Linked DNA regions of Sus scrofa: region 2 is linked to region 1. Evidence: chromatin contacts called from public promoter capture Hi-C data. All regions are on one chromosome and are shown on one strand. Each heading gives the region's core, a stretch centred on a gene start, on an enhancer-like site or on the middle of the called end of the contact. The rest is flanking DNA. Distances are from core to core; before and after follow the strand shown.

What was found. Promoter capture Hi-C pulls out the DNA fragments that hold promoters and counts their contacts.
Region 2: a contact with region 1 is called in a promoter capture Hi-C map of liver, with 5 times the contacts expected there. The contact joins the promoter of AGBL5 here to the promoter of EIF2B4 in region 1. A contact is called at or near these places in 1 of 5 promoter capture datasets (liver) and 1 of 2 datasets of contacts at active chromatin or transcription factors (alveolar macrophages).

What each region holds. Positions count from the first base shown.
Region 1 is chr3:111,778,396-111,783,119 of Sscrofa11.1, forward strand. EIF2B4 (a long non-coding RNA gene) reads left to right here and starts at 3,266. Exons shown (of 13, transcript XR_002342807.1): 1 at 3,266-3,395; 2 at 3,767-3,810; 3 at 4,054-4,189; 4 at 4,384-4,588. It overlaps SNX17 (sorting nexin-17), which reads right to left and starts at 3,150. Exons shown (of 16, transcript XM_021087689.1): 1 at 2,904-3,150; 2 at 2,366-2,440; 3 at 1,224-1,341; 4 at 162-226. The coding sequence starts at 2,966.
Region 2 is chr3:112,065,645-112,070,207 of Sscrofa11.1, forward strand. It overlaps AGBL5 (cytosolic carboxypeptidase-like protein 5), which reads right to left and starts at 1,303. Exons shown (of 16, transcript XM_021087715.1): 1 at 764-1,303; 2 at 1-111. TRNAA-AGC (a tRNA gene) reads right to left here and starts at 316; the gene lies at 244-316. TRNAY-GUA (a tRNA gene) reads right to left here and starts at 721; the gene lies at 633-721. TMEM214 (transmembrane protein 214) reads right to left here. Exons shown (of 17, transcript XM_005662677.3): 17 at 4,288-4,563.

The sequences.
Region 1 (4,724 bases), core at 2,016-4,515:
GCCTTTATTCTTAGCGGCTTAATTACAGGCTGGGTTTCCTTGATTTCGGTGGCTCAACAGAAGCCCCATTCCATAAAGCTGCCAGGACGACTCCTCTGTAGCCACCTCATTAAACCAACGTGGGTCTTTCCTTTAAATCTTGGCCCCATCCAAAGCCTTACCTGTTGTGCTCGACGCAGGAAACTATTGAAGGTCTCACTGCTCCCAAGCAATGGGTCTTGCCGCACTGTGGGGGACACGAGAATGATGTTCTACCACCTTAGGATTCCCTCTTGTCCCTGCTGTCCAGTTCTCTTCTTGATAGGTCCCCCAGACCCCATTTCCTGGGCTGATGGTGGACAGTCACATCTCCCAGCCGGCCTCACTCTCACTGTTTGCATAAATTCTTCACCTGCCCCACCCCTGGCTACCATCTAGTTGAGTCCAAGCTATAGAACCAGGGAAGTAACAATGTTAATCTAAAGCACATCAGATACAAATTAAGTTCTCCCCACAGATCTAAATTACTCTAACACTACTGCATATCATATCAGTGTTTCTTGGAGTTCCCGTCGTGGCGCAGCAGGAACGGATCCAATTAGGAGCCACGAGGTTGCGGGTTCGATCCCTGTCCTCGCTGTGAACTGTAGTGTAGGTCACAGACGTGGCTTGGATCTGGCATGGCTGTGGCGTAGGCTGACAGGTGCAGCTCCGATTCGACCCCTAGCCTGGGAACCTCCATATGCCATTGAGTCCGGCCCTCAAAAGACAAGAAAAAAAATATATATATATGTATGTGTATATACAAATTATTTTGCTGATACCTAGAGAACACTTGGATGCTATTTACTTTGTCTTTTTAGAGCCACACCTGCAGCATATGGAAGTTCCCCAGCTAGGGGTCGAAGCAGAGCTGCAGCTGCCAGCCTATACCACAGCCACAGCAACTCGGGATCCGAGCCACATCTGTGACCTACACCACGGCTCACGGCAAAACTGGATCCTTAACCCACTGAGTGGGTCCAGGGATCGAATTCACATCCTCATGGCTACTAGTTGGGATTGTAACCCGCTGAGCCACTACGGGAACTCCAACTATTTACTTTTGGTAATTAAACAATACATCAAACAAGAGGCCTCCCAGATCTAGAAACTACTTCAGAACCTTCTACAGAACCAGCTGCTTTGAGTCTCTCCCTGGAGTCCTCAACAGAGTCAGCCTAAAGTTCCCTCCAACCACTCACCGGCTTGCATGTACTTCTCTAACTGCTCTCTTCTCTGTTCTACCTCAGCAGGGGTCAGAGAGAAAAGCTTCTTTGGGGGGAATGCAGGAAGCACATTGGCCCCATATTCCTTCCGAAGCTATTTGGAGAAAGAGATACAATTCTTCACACAAACACAGCAAAAGAGAAGAGGCAACACACACTCATAATGTCCTCCTGGGCTTTCCTTCCCCTGCCTCAGTTCCTGCTCCCCTGTGTCCCCTGGTCATCCAGGAAATGAGCCCTTTGGCAGAGGCAGCATCCCAAGGGAGCGCTGTCCTAGATACAGGTTCTTTCCGATCTTACTGTGTAGAAGTCAGCCTCTTCACAATACGGGGAGAGTTTGTAAAGGGCCTGGGTTTTGGGAGCACCTTGATGATCTAGCAAGGCTGTGTTCACTGAACCCTCACAGGAAGCAAAGGGCTTTGTAAGAAAGGTTTGTGTGCACAAACAAGTAATGGCTAAGTATGTTCGCGACGTGTCTTAGGACTGAGAGGGACTTTGCAGATCAACAAATCCATTTTTCAGGTGTGAAAGCCGAGGCCCAAAGAAATCAGGTAACTTGCTTAGGGCTGCACAACCAGTTATGAATAGAACCAGGACGCTGTACTGAGTTAAATACAGAGCTCACAATTTGGTGTGGAGAACGGAGAAACATTACATCATCGACACATACGGATAACTGGAACAGCTACACCCACTCAGGTGAGTCAAGGAACACAGAAGGAAACTGGTGAATGGTTTGTATGAGCAGGGAAGAGAGTTTCAAGTGGCAGCTCAGATGACAGAGGGAAAGTGCTTTGGCAGTGGAGCGGGGAAGGGTCGTCGGTTTCTCCATGCACGGACAAAGGCAGTGTACAGGCTGTGTAAGGAGGGGACCAAGAAGCAGGAAGGAGGATGTTAGTACAGGGAGGCGCAGTTAGAGGCGCAGATTCGTGGGGAGTCCCCTGGAAATGTCAGACGATGGTAAGATAAAGCACCAGATCCAACATGGCAGTGATTATGGTAGTGAGTAAAAGGGAACTACAGCCCCCGGGAAAGCGACGAGGGGGAAAATGGAGACACTGATGCCCAGGTGTAGGAAAGGGCTTGAAGCTGCCTCAAGGCAGGAGTGCTAGTCCCACCTGCTCGTGCAGCCCCAGGAGCTGACTGTAGCGCACTCGACAGTGCAGGACTCCATTCACGTGAATGTTATAGGCCTGAGGACACAAAAACAGGCAAGCATTTTAAGGTCGCGGTCTGGGCGACCCCCTTGAGAACCCTGGCCGGAAGTTGCCTGGCACAGCTCTGCCTGATTAAGGCGCCGAGATCTTCCGAAGGTTGCCAGTCTGTTTGCCCCGGAGCCAGGTCCCAAAGCAGAAGGACCGGTCCCGGGGAAACCCGGGCGCTCGGGCTGGAGTCTTCCTCCCCAAGAGGCCAGTGACGCCCACCAGAGTAGCCGCGGCCCAGTCGAGGGAGGTGACGCGGCGGAACAAAGGACCTACAGGAGCTGGGGAGACCTCTGGACGAATCTGAGACGTAATATAAGCTCCCAGCGAGGCCATCGGGAGTTGGCGGCCAGTGACCAGGCCCGAAAGGCGGCGGCCAGACCTCGGAGGCCGCTCGGAGGGCTCCGGCCCGTTATCCCCGCCCCTGCCCGGCCGGGCTCCGGCCGCTCCTCACCACGTAGGCGGAGCCGCCGCTGTCCCCGCTGCGGGACTCGGTTTCAGGAATGGAAAAGTGCATGTTCCCTGCGGCAGGGCCCGGCCGGGCTCCGAACTGTGAGGGCCGCAGTGGCTTTGCACGCTCGCCTCCGCTACTCAGCGCGTCCCCGAAGCTTCGCTCGCCATTTTTGGGCGGGGGGGGCGGCCGTTGAGATCCGAGGAGGGAAGGACTGGAGACGTCCGCTCTGGGGCGCAGCTTCCCGGGGAATCCTGGGAACTGTAGTCTAAAGGGCAAGAGCCTACTGCCGGGATTGGGAACCCAGGTTTGACTGGGCCCTTATCGCGACCCATAGCCCGGGCGGAGCCGCAGAGCACGTCGGGGCTTGTAGTCCTCTGGGTGGGGGAGCTGCGCTCCGCAGCTGTCGGCCTTGGGGGCGCTCTGGTCCCTGTGACTGCAGCGGGCGGAGCCTAGGACGGGTGATGGCTGCTGTGGCTGTGGCTGTTCGCGAGGGTGAGTGAAGGGGCGGCCGCACAAACAGGTACGCGAGCCGCCAGGCCCTGGGAGGCTACGGCTGGGCCCCGAGCCCCTCTCGGCCCTGTCGTTCGGTTCCGGCACCGCGCGGGAATCTGGTCCGCGGTGTCTCGGACGCACTCCGCCCTGCGCGTCGGCCTGTTCCTGCGGGAAGGGTGCGTGCTCTCTCCTCCCCCCGCCGCCTTTGATCCTGCTGCGCACTGCGTCCCCACGCGGATCCCTGGCTCACCTCCCGCCTGGTGGAGGAGCCGTGGTCATGCGGACCCAGCAGCCAGCTGCGTCGAGTACGAGCCCCTCTAAACCCTTCCGGAACCTCTCTGATTCACTTTGTGCCCTGTTTTCTGATGCAGACTCGGGATCTGGGATGAAGGCGGAGCTTGCTTCTCGGCCAGGGGTAAGTGAGGGTGCCCTCCCAAGCCGCCTGTCAAGCGCTACGCAGGAGGCAGTGTCAACTTATAAGCCTTATTGGTAATGTGACTGCGATCCTGGGGGAAAGGCTTCCATCCCTGTGGGCTGTTAGCTTGTAACAGGTAGCTGGTAAGAGTTAAGGAGCATTAGGGACCTTTTGGGAATCCTGTAGTGTTTATTCGTTTTTTGAAATGGTTGGGAAAAAGCAGTATTTATGTCTGTGTCTTAGGCAGGGGGGAGGGAGATGACCCAAGAAGAAAAGCTGCAGCTTCGGAAAGAAAAGAAACAGCAAAAGAAGAAACGGAAGGAGGAAAAGGGGACAGAACCAGAAACTGGCTCTGCTGTGTCTGCAGCCCAATGTCAAGGTGCGGGGGCTTTTTTAAAGGGCTGGGCTGTGGAGCTGGTAAAGGGATGTGGCGGGAGAGAAGAAGGGGAGACAGGACAAAGTTGGTTGGAACAAGTGAAGAGAGACAAAGTTTAGATAAACAGAAAAGAAGCTTTGGTTGGGGCATAGATAGTACCTGCCTGGAGCTTGGGCACCTCTTCCATCTACCCTTAGTAGGCCCGACCAAAGACCTGCCAGGACCGGACAGTCAGTTGGGCACTGCCAAGGAGAAAATTCCAGCAGGTCGGAGTAAAGCTGAACTTCGAGCTGAACGGCGAGCGAAGCAAGAGGCTGAGCGGGCCCTGAAGCAGGCAAGAAAAGGGGAACAAGGAGGGCCCCCTCCTCAGTCCTGCCCCAGCACAGCTGGAGAAACCCCTCAGGTATTTTCCCATCGTTTCAAGACCTCTGTTGGCTCTCCATTCCTGAGTTAGCTAGGGCTTCCCCACTGAAAAGCAGCTCTTCTCTCCCATTCTTCGCCTTGGTTCCCAGTTCTCTCCCCAACCTTGTCCTCCCCC
Region 2 (4,563 bases), core at 53-2,552, 290 kb after region 1:
CGCAGGCCGGGCGGGAGGGTTCCGCCCGCGTCTTCGTAGAAGGCAGTTAACGGACTGCCCGCCGGGAGGAGGAAAAGACAAAGTCACCAAGAAGGGCACCGGAAGACTCATCTGCAAAAATAAAAGGACCGTATGCGAATCCAAGCATTGCCTACTGTACTATTCTGTGAATTATGAAACGCCCACCTAGTCCACCCTCTCCTAAGGTTTAGGGATTCTCCAACGCGTAGAGCAAAAACCGAGTGGAGGATGCGGGCATCGATCCCGCTACCTCTCGCATGCTAAGCGAGCGCTCTACCATTTGAGCTAATCCCCCGGCTGCTGCTGAAGTCCTTCCCTTTGCCTTACAGGTTGTTCTGGGGTGTCCACTGACAAGAGCACCCACTATAATTCAGAATATTCGTTCAGTTCTCGAGTGCAGTGGAGCCAGTGCAGTGGTATCACTGCAAGATTTTTTAAAGCAAGCATATAATAATTACACGCAAGCAATAATAAGGCCTACGTAACTTACAAGAGAGCGTGCTGAGTACTTGCTGCATACATGCACGGAGCAGCGGCAGTGCTCATTCAAACATTCTAGGTAAAGCCTTTTTTCCCGAAACGGGTAGGGGTTTAAAAAACGTCAGACGAAGTCCTTCGAGCCGGAATCGAACCAGCGACCTAAGGATTGCCAGGGGTAATCCACTACAGTCCTCCGCTCTACCAACTGAGCTATCGAAGGCTCCGCTGTTTCCCAAAGCTGCGGATGTCCTCTAATACTTACCAAGATCGCACTCCTTCAGGGTCTCAATGGTTTTCCCGTGCCCTGGTCTCCAGCTCCTCTAGGCTGCACAGAACAGAGGAAGCCGGAGACAGAGGCGCGAGCAATGGAAGCTGCCAAAGGAGCCACTTTCCAGCCCTAGACGAAGGAAACACCGGCAATACACTTCCGTTTCCTTGCTTTTTACGAAGCGATACCCCCACCCCTCACGCGCGGTGGCTTCTACAGAACTGCGGACGCTTAGAGATCTGGCCTACAACCCTGACTTCTGGACCCCATTTCTCGGGTGGGGCGGGTACGCACAGGTGGTCAAAAATCTCCCCGCGCCGGCCGGGTTTGCAAACCCCGACGGCTTACGTTAGCTATTTCCGCCCCTCGTTTCCCTCGGGTTTCTCCGGAGGCGCCAATAATATCCTACTGCCTTCCTGATGTGAAGGACATTCATTCAGTCGATTACCCCACGTTTGTCAGGATCTCTTCCGCCTGAGAGCAGGAAAGATACAAACCACGGAGCTGCAGGAGACGAGCCGGGCGGCGCAGCAGTGTTGCGCTGGACGCCAGGGATTAACCACTGCGGGCGGGGCCCTAAACCCGGCAGGGAGTCGGGCGGCTCAGTTCCACCCGGCCCCCTCCCCTGCCCGCCTCACACCTGCACCTCTCTCTTTCGGGGACTGCATGCCAGCGGCCCACAATCCTTTGACCAACCAAAGGCTCCTGGGGTTTTAAAACAAAGAAACAAACCTAAACCCCAGCTAGAGCGTGGAGTTTTGCTTCGCGATGTGGCGGGGTGCGTGTTCGGGGAGACCTGCTCTCCATTGCCAGCTCTGCGGCAACTGTTTATGCTACCTGGAATCACAGTCGCCCGGGCAGATCCAGGTCGGGCGATGATTTCAAGCCCCTTGTAGCTCCGATATTTTATGGGGTCTCTCCGGCTGAGCTTTAAATCGGAGGTTTCACTGACCACAACACGAGGTTCACCTTGGGCCCATCCGCAAAGCAGGAGATGAATATTTTCGCATTGATGTACCGCTATAACTTTATTCTGCCGCTGCAAATGCTACCATTGTGTCTGAGAGCGTTAACTTGGGGTAGTTTTCTCGGAGCGGTGTTTAGCGCTCTCACCCTTGTTCTTGAGGGGAGGCCGGGGCTGGAAAGCAGAACATATTTAATTAGGTTGCTTTGGGTTGTTTTTGTTTGTTTGAGCGAAATTCACATAACAGTTCTAAAGTATGACCTATTCAAAAGCAGGAACAATTCAGTGGCATTTGGTGCGTTCTCCATGTTGTGCAAATGATCACCCTCTCTAGCTGAAAAACTTTTAAAAAATCACCGTAGAAGAACACCGGGTGTGCAGGTCACCCAGCCCCTGGGAACAGGTCATCCACATTCTGTCTTCAGGAATTTGCCTTTTCTGGAGATTTCATATATAAGAAATCATAAACGATGTGGCCTTTGGTGTCTAATTCCTTTCACTTTAAAAAATTGAAGGGTAGTTGATTTACAATGTTGTGTTAGGTTCGAGTGTACAGCAGAGTGATTCAGAATATATATATATAACAATATGAGTATTGCTCCCTGTGCTATAGTAAGGGAGTTGGTAAGTCCTTGTTACCTATCTATTTTTAGCATAATATCATAATATCATATGATTATCATAATATTTCGAGACATCCAAATGGTGGCATGTATCAGTACTCCGTCCCTTTGTACAGCTAAATAATATTTCATTCCTTTGTTTATCTGTTCTTCTGCTTATGGATCTCTAGGCTATTTAATCCTTTTGTCTTTTATGAATAGCAGTGCTATAAACATTGGTGTACAAGTTTCTGTGTGTTTTCATTTCTCTTGGTGTACTCCTAGGAATGGGATTGCTGAGTTTTATGGTAATTAGATGTTTAACTCTTTGACGACTGCCAAATTGTTTTCCACAGCAGTTGAACAATTTTCCAAATCCCACGGCCAATGTAGGAGGGTTCCAATTTCTCCAACATTTATTTTCTATTTTTTTTATTGTAGCAATGTTTCAATACATTGAGATCAATTAATAATAAGCAAATATGCCATTAAGGCTTCTTTGAGATCATCATTTGAATAGCCATTTCTCTTTTGCTTTTTACCAAAATGTGTTGAAATATCTATCCTATTGTCAGACGCAGTTTATATCCAAATTTTCACTGTTAATAGAGCTATAATAAATGTTCTTTTTAAATTTATTAAAGTATAGTTGATTTAGTCTTGTATCAATTTCTGTTGTATGGCAAAGTGACCCAGTCACACATACACATACATCCTTTTTCTCATACTATCTCCCATCATGTTCTATCCCAAGAGATTGCATATAGTTCCCTGTGCTATAAAATAGGACCTCATTGCTTATCCGTTTGACATGTAATAGTTTGCATCTACAAACCCCAAACTTCCAGTTCATCCTATTCCCTCCCCCCCTTAAATTTTCTTGTACATAAATCTTTGTTCATATTTCTGTTTACTTCTCTAGTCTCTAGAATATATTTATAGGAATGGAACTACTTGGTACAGTAGTATAACACTTCTAAGGCTTTTGATAAATATTATCAAATTACTTCCTGGAAACATGATACCAATTTCTATTACAGCATTCACTGAGTATACTGCCACTTAAAAAACCCTTTGTTAATACGATAGGAAGAAGGAAGTGGTCTCATTTAAAATGTGCACTTCTTCGCCAATGAAATGGACTTTTTTCCCAAGTCTATTGTTCATTTGTATTTCTTTTATGAAATACCTCTCATCCATATTTTATTGCTGTTTCGTGCTTTTCATACTGATTTGTAAGAGCTCTTTAACAAGAATGTGCTTCTGATCAGCTCAGTAAAGAAATGGAGGCCTTGATCAGCACACCAAGGAGAACTAACTCCCAGACATAAACAGAATATTCCACCCAACGACAGCAGAATACACAATCTTCTCAAGTGTACATGGAACATTCTCCAGTATAGTCCACATATTCGGGAACGAGTCTTAAGCAAATTTAAAAAGATTGAAATGATACCAAGTATGATTAATGTAAATCGACCTCAGGTCATAGGGATGTGTCAGTGTAGGTTCATTAATGCTGACGGTGGGGGACGTGGTTCAAGGGCAGGGGCACAGGGAGTGTACTTATTGCCCATTTCTGATGTGAACCTAAAACAGCTGTAAACAAGCAAAGTCTATTGATGGAGTTCTCAGGGTGGTAATAAACCCGACTAGTATCCATGAGGACGCAGGTTCAATCCCTGACCTTGCTCGGTGGGTTAAGGAGTTGGCATTTCTGTGAGCTGTGGTGTAGGTTGCAGATGCTGCTTGGCTCGGATCCAGTGTTGCTGTGGCTGTGGTGTACGCCAGCAGCTGCAGTTCCAATTTGACCTCTAGCCTGGGAACTTCCATACGCCTGTGGGTGTGGCCCTAAAAAAAAGACCAAATAAATAAATAGTTTACTAAATAGTAACTTGTATACTAGCATAGCAAAAAAAAAAAAAAATTATACTAGGGCACATCCAACAATGTGTCTGAATTCAGCGTTTTTATTAACAGGTAGAATATTCAATATTCAGTAAGTATTCACACATACCCTGAATGGTGAAAGCTCCCCCCATCCCCAAATTCCTTCTTATACCTCAAGTCCGGACAATGAAAGTGACCAGTGAAAATGGAATACCACATAGGGAAAGGCAAGATCTTTTGTCCCCTCAAGTCCTTTTGGGAGCAGAACTATAAGCTTATGTAGAAGAAAGATGAATCACTCTGTACACTTAAATTTAAACTCTTGTAGGAGAGATAAG